3 separate regions of the Drosophila melanogaster genome follow, and regions 1 and 2 are each linked to region 3. The links are chromatin contacts, called in public Hi-C maps. All regions are on one chromosome and are shown on one strand. The core of a region is the stretch at or near the end of the contact, and the rest is flanking DNA. Distances in the headings are between cores, read along the strand shown.

What was found. A called contact is a pair of places that touch in the nucleus more often than the background predicts.
Region 1: a Hi-C map of the Kc167 cell line shows a contact between it and region 3, with 1.9 times the contacts expected there. A contact is called at or near these places in 3 of 107 Hi-C or Micro-C datasets (the Kc167 cell line, the S2 cell line and eye imaginal disc).
Region 2: a contact with region 3 is called in a Hi-C map of the Kc167 cell line, with 2.4 times the contacts expected there. A contact is called at or near these places in 5 of 107 Hi-C or Micro-C datasets (the Kc167 cell line, the ML-DmBG3-c2 cell line, cellular blastoderm embryo and 2 more).

The regions. Positions count from the first base shown.
Region 1 is chr3R:24,581,290-24,584,280 of dm6, reverse strand. It overlaps REPTOR (Repressed by TOR), which reads left to right and starts at 1,417. Exons shown (of 5, transcript NM_170151.2): 1 at 1,417-1,568. It overlaps CG13625, which reads left to right. Exons shown (of 1, transcript NM_143015.4): 1 at 1-1,214. The coding sequence ends at 1,144.
Region 2 is chr3R:24,056,891-24,059,591 of dm6, reverse strand. SMC1 (Structural maintenance of chromosomes 1) reads right to left here and starts at 1,305. Exons shown (of 11, transcript NM_142954.4): 1 at 793-1,305; 2 at 589-737; 3 at 362-530; 4 at 1-303. The coding sequence starts at 1,191. Hsp68 (Heat shock protein 68) reads left to right here and starts at 2,282. Exons shown (of 1, transcript NM_079750.4): 1 at 2,282-2,701. The coding sequence starts at 2,488.
Region 3 is chr3R:24,317,128-24,319,827 of dm6, reverse strand. Nab2 (Nuclear polyadenosine RNA-binding 2) reads left to right here and starts at 1,409. Exons shown (of 5, transcript NM_142986.4): 1 at 1,409-1,613; 2 at 1,707-1,932; 3 at 1,987-2,700. The coding sequence starts at 1,572. It overlaps BRWD3, which reads right to left and starts at 828. Exons shown (of 15, transcript NM_170139.3): 1 at 671-828; 2 at 361-419; 3 at 207-236. The coding sequence starts at 713. It also overlaps asRNA:CR46093.

The sequences.
Region 1 (2,991 bases), core at 168-2,667, 260 kb before region 3:
GCGACGTAGAGACAAGGATTCAACTCCGCCCAGAAGGAGGAAAGATTCCGATCAAAGCCCACCTCGAAGGCGTAAAGCAGACGATCAATCTCCGGTGCGAAGGGAAAGGAAAGACTCCGACCAAAGTCCGCCTAGGAAACGGAGAGACAATGACCAGTCTCCAGTGCGAAGGAGGCGGGATTCAGATCAAAGCCCGCCCCGAAGACGCAGAGATGACAAGCAAACGCCGCCAAGGAGGAGAAGAAACTCCGATCAAAGCCCGCCAAGAAGACCCAAGGATGTAGATCAATCGCCACCGCGAAGAAAACGAGACTTCGACCAAAGTCCAACCAGAAAACGAGACAAATCACCACGCAGACGTCACGACTCCGACCAAAGCCCGGCCAGAAATCACAGAAGTCGAGAGCGCAGTCCACCGCCTCGTAATCGCTTCAAGGAAGAAAGGAAAAGTCGCTGGGCCAAGGCATCGCCCAGCAAATCAGCATCTCCACCTCCGACACACAAGCCGAAATCCACCAAGACACTAGATGGCAAGAAAGCTGGACTGCAGGATGCGAAATCGCTGAAGAAGGAAACCGACGAAAGGCGTCGACAAGAACATGAACTATTCGAGAAAATGTCCAGCGAAATTTCCGGTCGTGATGGCGATGTGCAGGTGCGCAGTACTCGCAGAAAGGGACACCGAGCACGAGATGCCGCCAATGAGGATCCCGCCGAGCAGGGCCGCAAAGAGGAGCACGAGAAAAAGAAGAAGGAACTGTACGATCGCTGGGGCAAGGGGTTGAAGCAAATAGAAGATCACAAGTCCCGCCTGGAGGAGATGGTCCATGAGGCCTCCAAACCGGTGGCTCGCTATGCCAACGACGAGGATCTGGACAGGCATCTGCGCGAACAGGAGCACGCCGACGACCCGATGCTGGAGTACATGCGCCAGAAGCGCAAGAAACGCGACCAGCAGGACAACAAGCCGGTGATGCCCAAGTACGAGGGCAGCTTTCCGGAGAACCGATTTGGCATCCGACCAGGATATCGCTGGGATGGCGTCGATCGATCCAACGGCTACGAGCAGCGTTGGTTCGACAAACAGAACGAACGGCGGGCCGTGCAGGATGAGGCCTACAAGTACAGCGTGGAGGATATGTGAATGTTGCAAGCGTTGTTTGCTTTCGTGTTGCAATAAAGATGTAGGCACTGCCTGTAAAAAAGAAAAGAGCAATTACATTGATCGTTTTCTTTGTTTTATTGAATTATTTTGGAAAATAAAGAATGTAAATAGGTAATATAATATTTAATATTTATTTACAAAAATTTGATTTTCGAAATGCCCGCCACTTTCCCGCCAAATCGACGTGCCACCTGCAACACTGGTCGCCAGCGCAATGCAACCCTGTGTGTAGAATAGCGGAGCAAAAGCGAATGGTAAATAGTCTTCATCTACACCTGCGACCTGCTCGTCGCTCCCAAAAAATCGTTTCAAAACCACGGAATAAACCGTGTAACTGGGGAAAACCCATTGTAATTATCAAGTTTAAAGTGTGCCGCACATTTTGGCTTCAAAACCAGAATAGGTAAGTGACATCATCTGCTAAATAGAAGCATTCTAAGATTTTTGCTTTGTAAGCAATAGAGTATCGATGTGTGTGTGTGTATGTAAATGGTTCTGCTTTTGGTTGCTTTGTTGCTGCTTTCGTTACAGCGAACAAAGCGTAAGCAACTGTATATGTGTATCGAGTGGGACGCCAGTGGTGTGTGTTTGTTGCCCCGCCCCCAATAATTAGCATAAAACTCTCTTAACCACAACAAAAACACCACAGTCGTGTTGGTTTGTGCATTTGTGGATTGGGATTTCGGTGGTTTTCCTTTTTTTTTCAGCTGCTTTGCCTGCCCTTCGCCTTCAGCCGCAATTGTCGGTCAGCCGATGAAAAACCAGTTTGTTTGTTTGTTGGCTTGTAGCTGCTGCTGCTGCGGCTGATTGTTGTGATTTTGTTGTTGCTGCTGGTGCTGCTGCACTGCAATTTGCTTGGCGCAAAATTGGCGCCAAAAGCTTTTCAGCTGCAGAAACGTGTGGAAATGTTGAAATGTGTACGTACCATTCCAATCAGGCATTTGGCGCATGCACGCGCCTGTCGCTCGCTGCAGCTTCCATCTCGCTCGCTCGCGGCGGGATGCAAATACCGCAATCAGCTTTCGTTCTATCTCTTTCCCGTTGACACACATACACACTTCCGCACATCGCATTCATTCATGACACTGCTATTTACTCCCCCTCTCTCTCCCCTGCCCCTCTACGTTCTTCTTTTCGATTCCTTGTGTGCCATTTCGTGGTCTGCTTTTATTTCGCTTCATTTTGAATTAATTGCACTTCGTTAGATTATTATTTTTGCACTCTAACAAAGAGCCGTTCGTTTGGATGTTACTTTGTGTGCAAATGAAGATTTAGCCAATTTACACAATCGTAAATTTAATTTGCGTTAGTGTATGTAAATCCATAATTTTCAGTTTCTATTTCCTTTTAGCAATCAAGTGCTAATTTGATCAATTATGCGCCTTTGATAAATAAATAAATAATGCAGTAAATTTATTTGTTTGATATTCTCTTTAATGTTGTAATTGTGCACTTTTCATACATATTATACTCCTTTGTTCTTAAAAATGCATAAAGTGAAGGTGGTTTTAAATTATGCTATAGACTTTGATTTTTTTAAAAGGTATTGACTAATTGAGTTTTTTAAACTTCAAGTTTACTCATTTTAAATGCATGAAAAACAGTTCTTTATAAGTTTAACTAGTTTTTAGTTATTTGTTGTTAACGGCAGATATTACACGCAATGGACATCGCAAAGATGCTAATTCTTTATTTCCCTAAGATAAGGGTAAAAATATCAAATATCTGTTTCTGAAAGTTTGCCTATTTTGCTTTTGAGCATGAAAACTTTCTTCAACTTTTCTTGGGCACTTTGTGTTTTTGAATGTTCTTTGCATCAGACAGGC
Region 2 (2,701 bases), core at 56-2,555, 260 kb after region 3:
CTTCTGTAGGGAAATGAGCTTCTTCTTGCAGTGGGTAACTTTCTCTTTGGCCTTGATGTAAAGGGGCCTGCGTTTGTTCATCTGGGTTTCAAACTCTCTGATTTCCTGATCGATTTTGGCCAGGTCTCGGGTGATTTTTCCGGCGTCTTTCTTCTTTTCGCGCAGGATTTCATCGGCAGCTTCTTTTCGCTGTTCGACTGCTTTAACTTCCTGTTGCCTCACTTCCAAATCGCTCGTAAACTTCCGGATGTCCCTCTCCACGTGGAATAGCCTAAATAATTGATACTCCACTTGTTTTTCATTCTATTAGAATAAAAAGATGTAGCTAATTGGATAGAGTTGGCAGAATAAAGAGTCATACGTATTCATTTTGCAGGCGAGTGTAGCGATCAGCTTCCATCTTCTCGTGCTTGGCTTCTTTTCTTTCCGCCGCGATGCCCTTCTTCTTTTGGTAAGTAAACTGGGTCTCCTCCTCGGCAACAATCATTTCTTGTTTAAGTCGATTATAGTCGTCCTTAAGCAGGCCAGAACTGGAAAAGTGAACACGGGTCAAAAAATCCGGATTTTAGGTAAAAAATTAAAATTTACCCGCTAATTTCCTCAAATAGAGCAGTGCGTTCCTTGGGTGTCTTCATGGCTATGTTCTCAACAGCTCCCTGGAATACTAAAAAGTTCTTGGCCTTAACATTGATGCCAATTTTCTCCAGCTTGTTCAAGTACGTGCTGCTCGATACGCTCTAAATGGGGGATATGATTAATTGGCTAATAAGAGGATTGGTTGTCAATACGAACCTCTCCATTGATACGATATTCCGAGGAGCCGCCGATAACCGCCCTCTGGAAGTCCATGTGGCGCTCCTCGTTCAGCACAAATTTGGCGGTCACGTAGCAACTGCGGGAAACGGGCTTGCCAATGGAGGAGCCATGGATGAGGTCGTTCAGGCGCTTTACTCGCAAACTGCTGGTCTTCTCGCCCATCACGAAACTGATGGCATCCATGAAGTTTGACTTGCCTGATCCGTTGGGCCCAATAACAGCGTTGAATTGCTTCAGAGGACCCACAACTATGTGACCGCGGTAGGACTTGAAGTTCTCCATTTCGATGTACTCCAGGAAGGCCGTCTCGTCGTCCGGCTTGCGGACGGGCGCCGTCGCCACCCTTTGGGCCACATCGTCGTCCTCTTCGGTCATTCACACGCTCGATTGCAACAAATATCCAAGAAAAATAACAATATGAGCGCGAAATAATTTTTTTTCTCTTATGACAGTATGACCGTATCCGGCTAACGCCATCAATATCAGACGCTAGAGATGGCAAGGCGTAGAAAACAAACTATCGATGGGATACATCAGCGATAGTACAATTTTCATTTCAAATTAACCACTATCGATTACTATCGGTCGTCTTTGTTTACAAAATACAATTTGTAAACAAAAACATTTTAAAACTAATGAATAATTTATAATCTTGGGCTTATGCGAACCGAAGGCATTTTCGGTTTAAAACAATCATCACTGTAGATTTTCCAATGGCTTGTTCTTCATTTCAGGATCTTTTCATAATACCCTTCAAAAGGTCATGGAAATCAGAACTATATATATATTAATATGTACAATTATCTATACATTTTCATATGTATATTCATAATGCAAGCTGAGATTTTTTTCATTTGCTCTTGCATCTTAAAATTCCCTATTTATAAACACATTAAAGATTGTATCGATCTACGAAGTATTCTATATACATCCTATCTATGTACATCCTATATATGTATCTATATATTTATGTATCCTGGATATAGAGCAGTACGATTCTTTAAATTTTTGGAAATAATTAATTGGAATAATTAAGTTTTGAAAAGTGTGTTCAACTTTTAAGGTAATTGTATGTCATATTCTGCAGAGGAAATATTCCAATCAGAAGAAAAATACACACATATGTATTGCACATATAATAAAAGAGATATAAACCAAAAACAGAATCTAAAAATATGAATGGCTTAACGTATCAATCCGCAAATCAGCCAAAAATAGCTTGCATACGAATTTAGTTTAATGACCACTTGGAATGATGACCTATGTCAATAAAAAAAATATATTTCTCGAAATTTCCTGAACTTTCAGTCCTTTCAACTGACAATTTCCCCTGCGAAGTGCACACTAGTTGACTCGCTCGCACACACACGAACTGACTGGAATGTTCTGACCCTTTCTCGCAGGGAAATCTCGAATTTTCCCCTCCCGGCGACTGAGTATAAATACGGGCGCAAATTTCCCAGACGCTACATTTGAAATCAAACAGCCAAAGTGAAAACACTTCAGCAAACGAAAAATAAAAAGCAGTTCAGAGTGACAGTTGAAAACTGAAACGTCTTTACCAAGTGAAAAAATAGAAAAGCAAAACGCAAAGAAGCATACAAATTATTGAAAACTATCCACAAGAAAACGCACCCAAGTTCAAACTAAAAAGCAACAGAAATAGCCAAGATGCCAGCCATTGGAATCGATTTGGGCACCACATACTCCTGCGTGGGAGTCTTCCAGTACGGAAAAGTGGAGATCATTGCCAACGACCAGGGTAACCGTACCACACCATCGTACGTGGCCTTCACCGACTCGGAACGCCTTATTGGAGATGCCGCCAAGAACCAGGTGGCCATGAACCCCAAGAACTCTGTGTTCGATGCCAAACGCCTGATTG
Region 3 (2,700 bases), core at 160-2,659:
CCACAATTCAGTCTGATTCCCAACTCTGAGACAAGCGGACGTACAAGTGGGTTTTTCGTCGTTCGCTGCCGGCAGCAGAAACAACAACAAAACCAAAACAAAGCGTATAAACAAACGCGGTTTTCTATTTTTTTTTTGGCCCCCCTCTCAATTCGAGTCCGAAATATCTGTGCCAAAAACACAGCTGCAGCACCAACAAAACTCACCTTCTTCTCTTCGAGTTCCCGGATCAAGACCTACAGTTGGATAGAATTTAGTTTCAGAATTAATGTAAATGTTTGTAAACAAAACGAAATTCCGCTCTTTTAGCGCGAAATACGATTCCAATGCGATCTCGCGCGAGCGCTGCTTTCAACCCACCTTCGCCGTCTCCTCCAGCGGTCCCGCGGCCAGGAACTTGGAAATGAGGAAGTACAGCTCTGCAAGATAGAGGATTTCACGGGTTTTAGTGCAACAAGTTGTCGAAAATGCGCTCGCTGGGAGTCGTCAATATTCCAGATATATCTGGCCAAAGGGGCCCGTGAATTTCGCTTGGCGAAACGCAGTCGAAAAAACGCAGCCATTCGATTCGAAGGGCGAGCGAAACACAGACACACATTTCACAAAGTCAAAGGGGCTGCCTTTGGTAGCCCCGTTGGACGCACTCGCTGCGCCACCGGGCGGTACGCACCTGGCTTTAGATCATCACCGGAACTGGGTTGTCTAGTTTCCATTATTCATTGCGAATTGCAGCTCCGATTATGACAAAATTGCAGTTGCTTTCTTCTAAAATTCTTTTCGCAGCTTCTTCTTCCCGTGTGACACTCGATTGCCATTCCCACCGAATGAAATGCCTTTGCGTATCGATAGTTGGTGGCGGGGCTCACAAGATGGGTATCGAGTCTTAGCCGAAGGAGCCAATTTTCGTATTTGAATTTGAGATGATGCACTGAAATGCTTCGCAGGATTCTACAATCTAAGATATTTACTTCAAATTGAGAATTTTAATTCTCAGTCAAACATATTCGTAGCCATTGGTTTGGAATTTAAGCTTATTATGAAATTTATATTTAGCTATGTGATTAAATAAACTGTTTGCAATTATTCGCTTTTAATTTTCGAATGTAATTTAATAGCTACTACACAAATTCTTGATAACTAGACTTATGATTTAATGAATAACAAGTGAAATCTTTTTATATTTTTAAATTGTCCCATTGGTGTTGATTATTTTGAAGTTATGTTGCACTTCAGTTCATGGCCATGGCCAGGAGCATTTTTAAATTTCAGAAGTTTTTAATTTGCCATTTTAATTTCAAATGAAATTTCTGTAACTATTTATTATTTTAAAGCTATGTTTATAGAAAATCGATATATACATTATAAAACGTGTGAATTAAACGTGAATACCCTTAATGTCAAACGCACACCACTAGTTATGAATATCGGAGCAGCTGCGATATTTTTTTTTTTTGGGAGGTTTTGCCATTTTCTAATGTAACAAAAAGTGGAGTGTAGCCACAAAGTAAGCGTAAATAATAAATGCTCGCGGCGAATAAACAGCGAAAAAGGCGATAGATAAACCAGCAAACATGGAGTGCAATCTGGGCAGCGAGATTGGTCAGAAGATGCGCGTAAGTCATTGGAAAAAAATCAATGAACTCGTTATGGATACCGCTCGGATTGGATACTCCAATACTATATATATTTTTGCACTTCATTAATAGAGCGCCGTAAAGGCAAAGCTGCTGGAGCTGGGAACCGGAGGATCGGCCGGTTTTATAGACGATGAATTGCCGGACTACGTCATGGTCATGGTGGCCAACAAGCGCACCAAACAGCAGATGAACGCCGAGCTGAATCTATTCCTAGGCGATCAAACTGACCTCTTTGTCACCTGGCTGCACGAAGTGCTGCAAAAGCTCCAAGAGGTCACACTCCCCACATCCAGTGGTATGATGGATATGCTCATCATACTTAAGCACCCACTAACTCCAATTTTTTCAGCTTCCAGCAAGAAGCGCAAGTCTCGCGGTCAGGAGAAGGACAAAAAAGGATCCAAGAAGGATAAGCGACCGCACCGAAAGTCCGGAGATGAGCTGTCGGAACCACAGCCAAGTTCCTCAGATGCCATGCCAATTGTCAGTTCCATCACGGATGTTTTTGCCGAAGAGCTTCTCGAGAAGGCAAAGAAAACCATGGACATTGATCTCAGTGCCAAAGACGAGATCCTGCACAAAAAGAAAAATCGCAAGTCCATCGAGGATGAGGATGCATCGGCCAATAGGGCGCTGGATGTGCCCGCTGTGTCTGAGATCATCTCAACTACTATCGGTGTTAACCGGCAAAAAGACCTCGCTGAGCTGGCCGAAATCCAAAAGAAAATTCATGCAGCCAAGAAGCATTTACGCCAGATTGGCGAGATCGGGGATGAAAGCGATGAATATGATGAGGATCTGTTGAACTTGAGCGCGAGGGAGGAGTCTGTAGACCAGGAGCCAGAAGAGGATCCCCCGAAATTGGAGGCTCCACCACGAAAAGCTAAGAGCCCCATTATTTTTAACAGACGCGAGAAGACACCCGAAAAGCGTCCAGAGGCTGAACCGGAGATCGATTCCCGCCAGGAGGAGGCGGAGGAGAAGAGCCCCAAAAAAGATTCTTCGGCTGACAAGGCCAAGGAAGACCGGTCTGAAAGGCGATCGGTGCATGACCGTCTCGGTT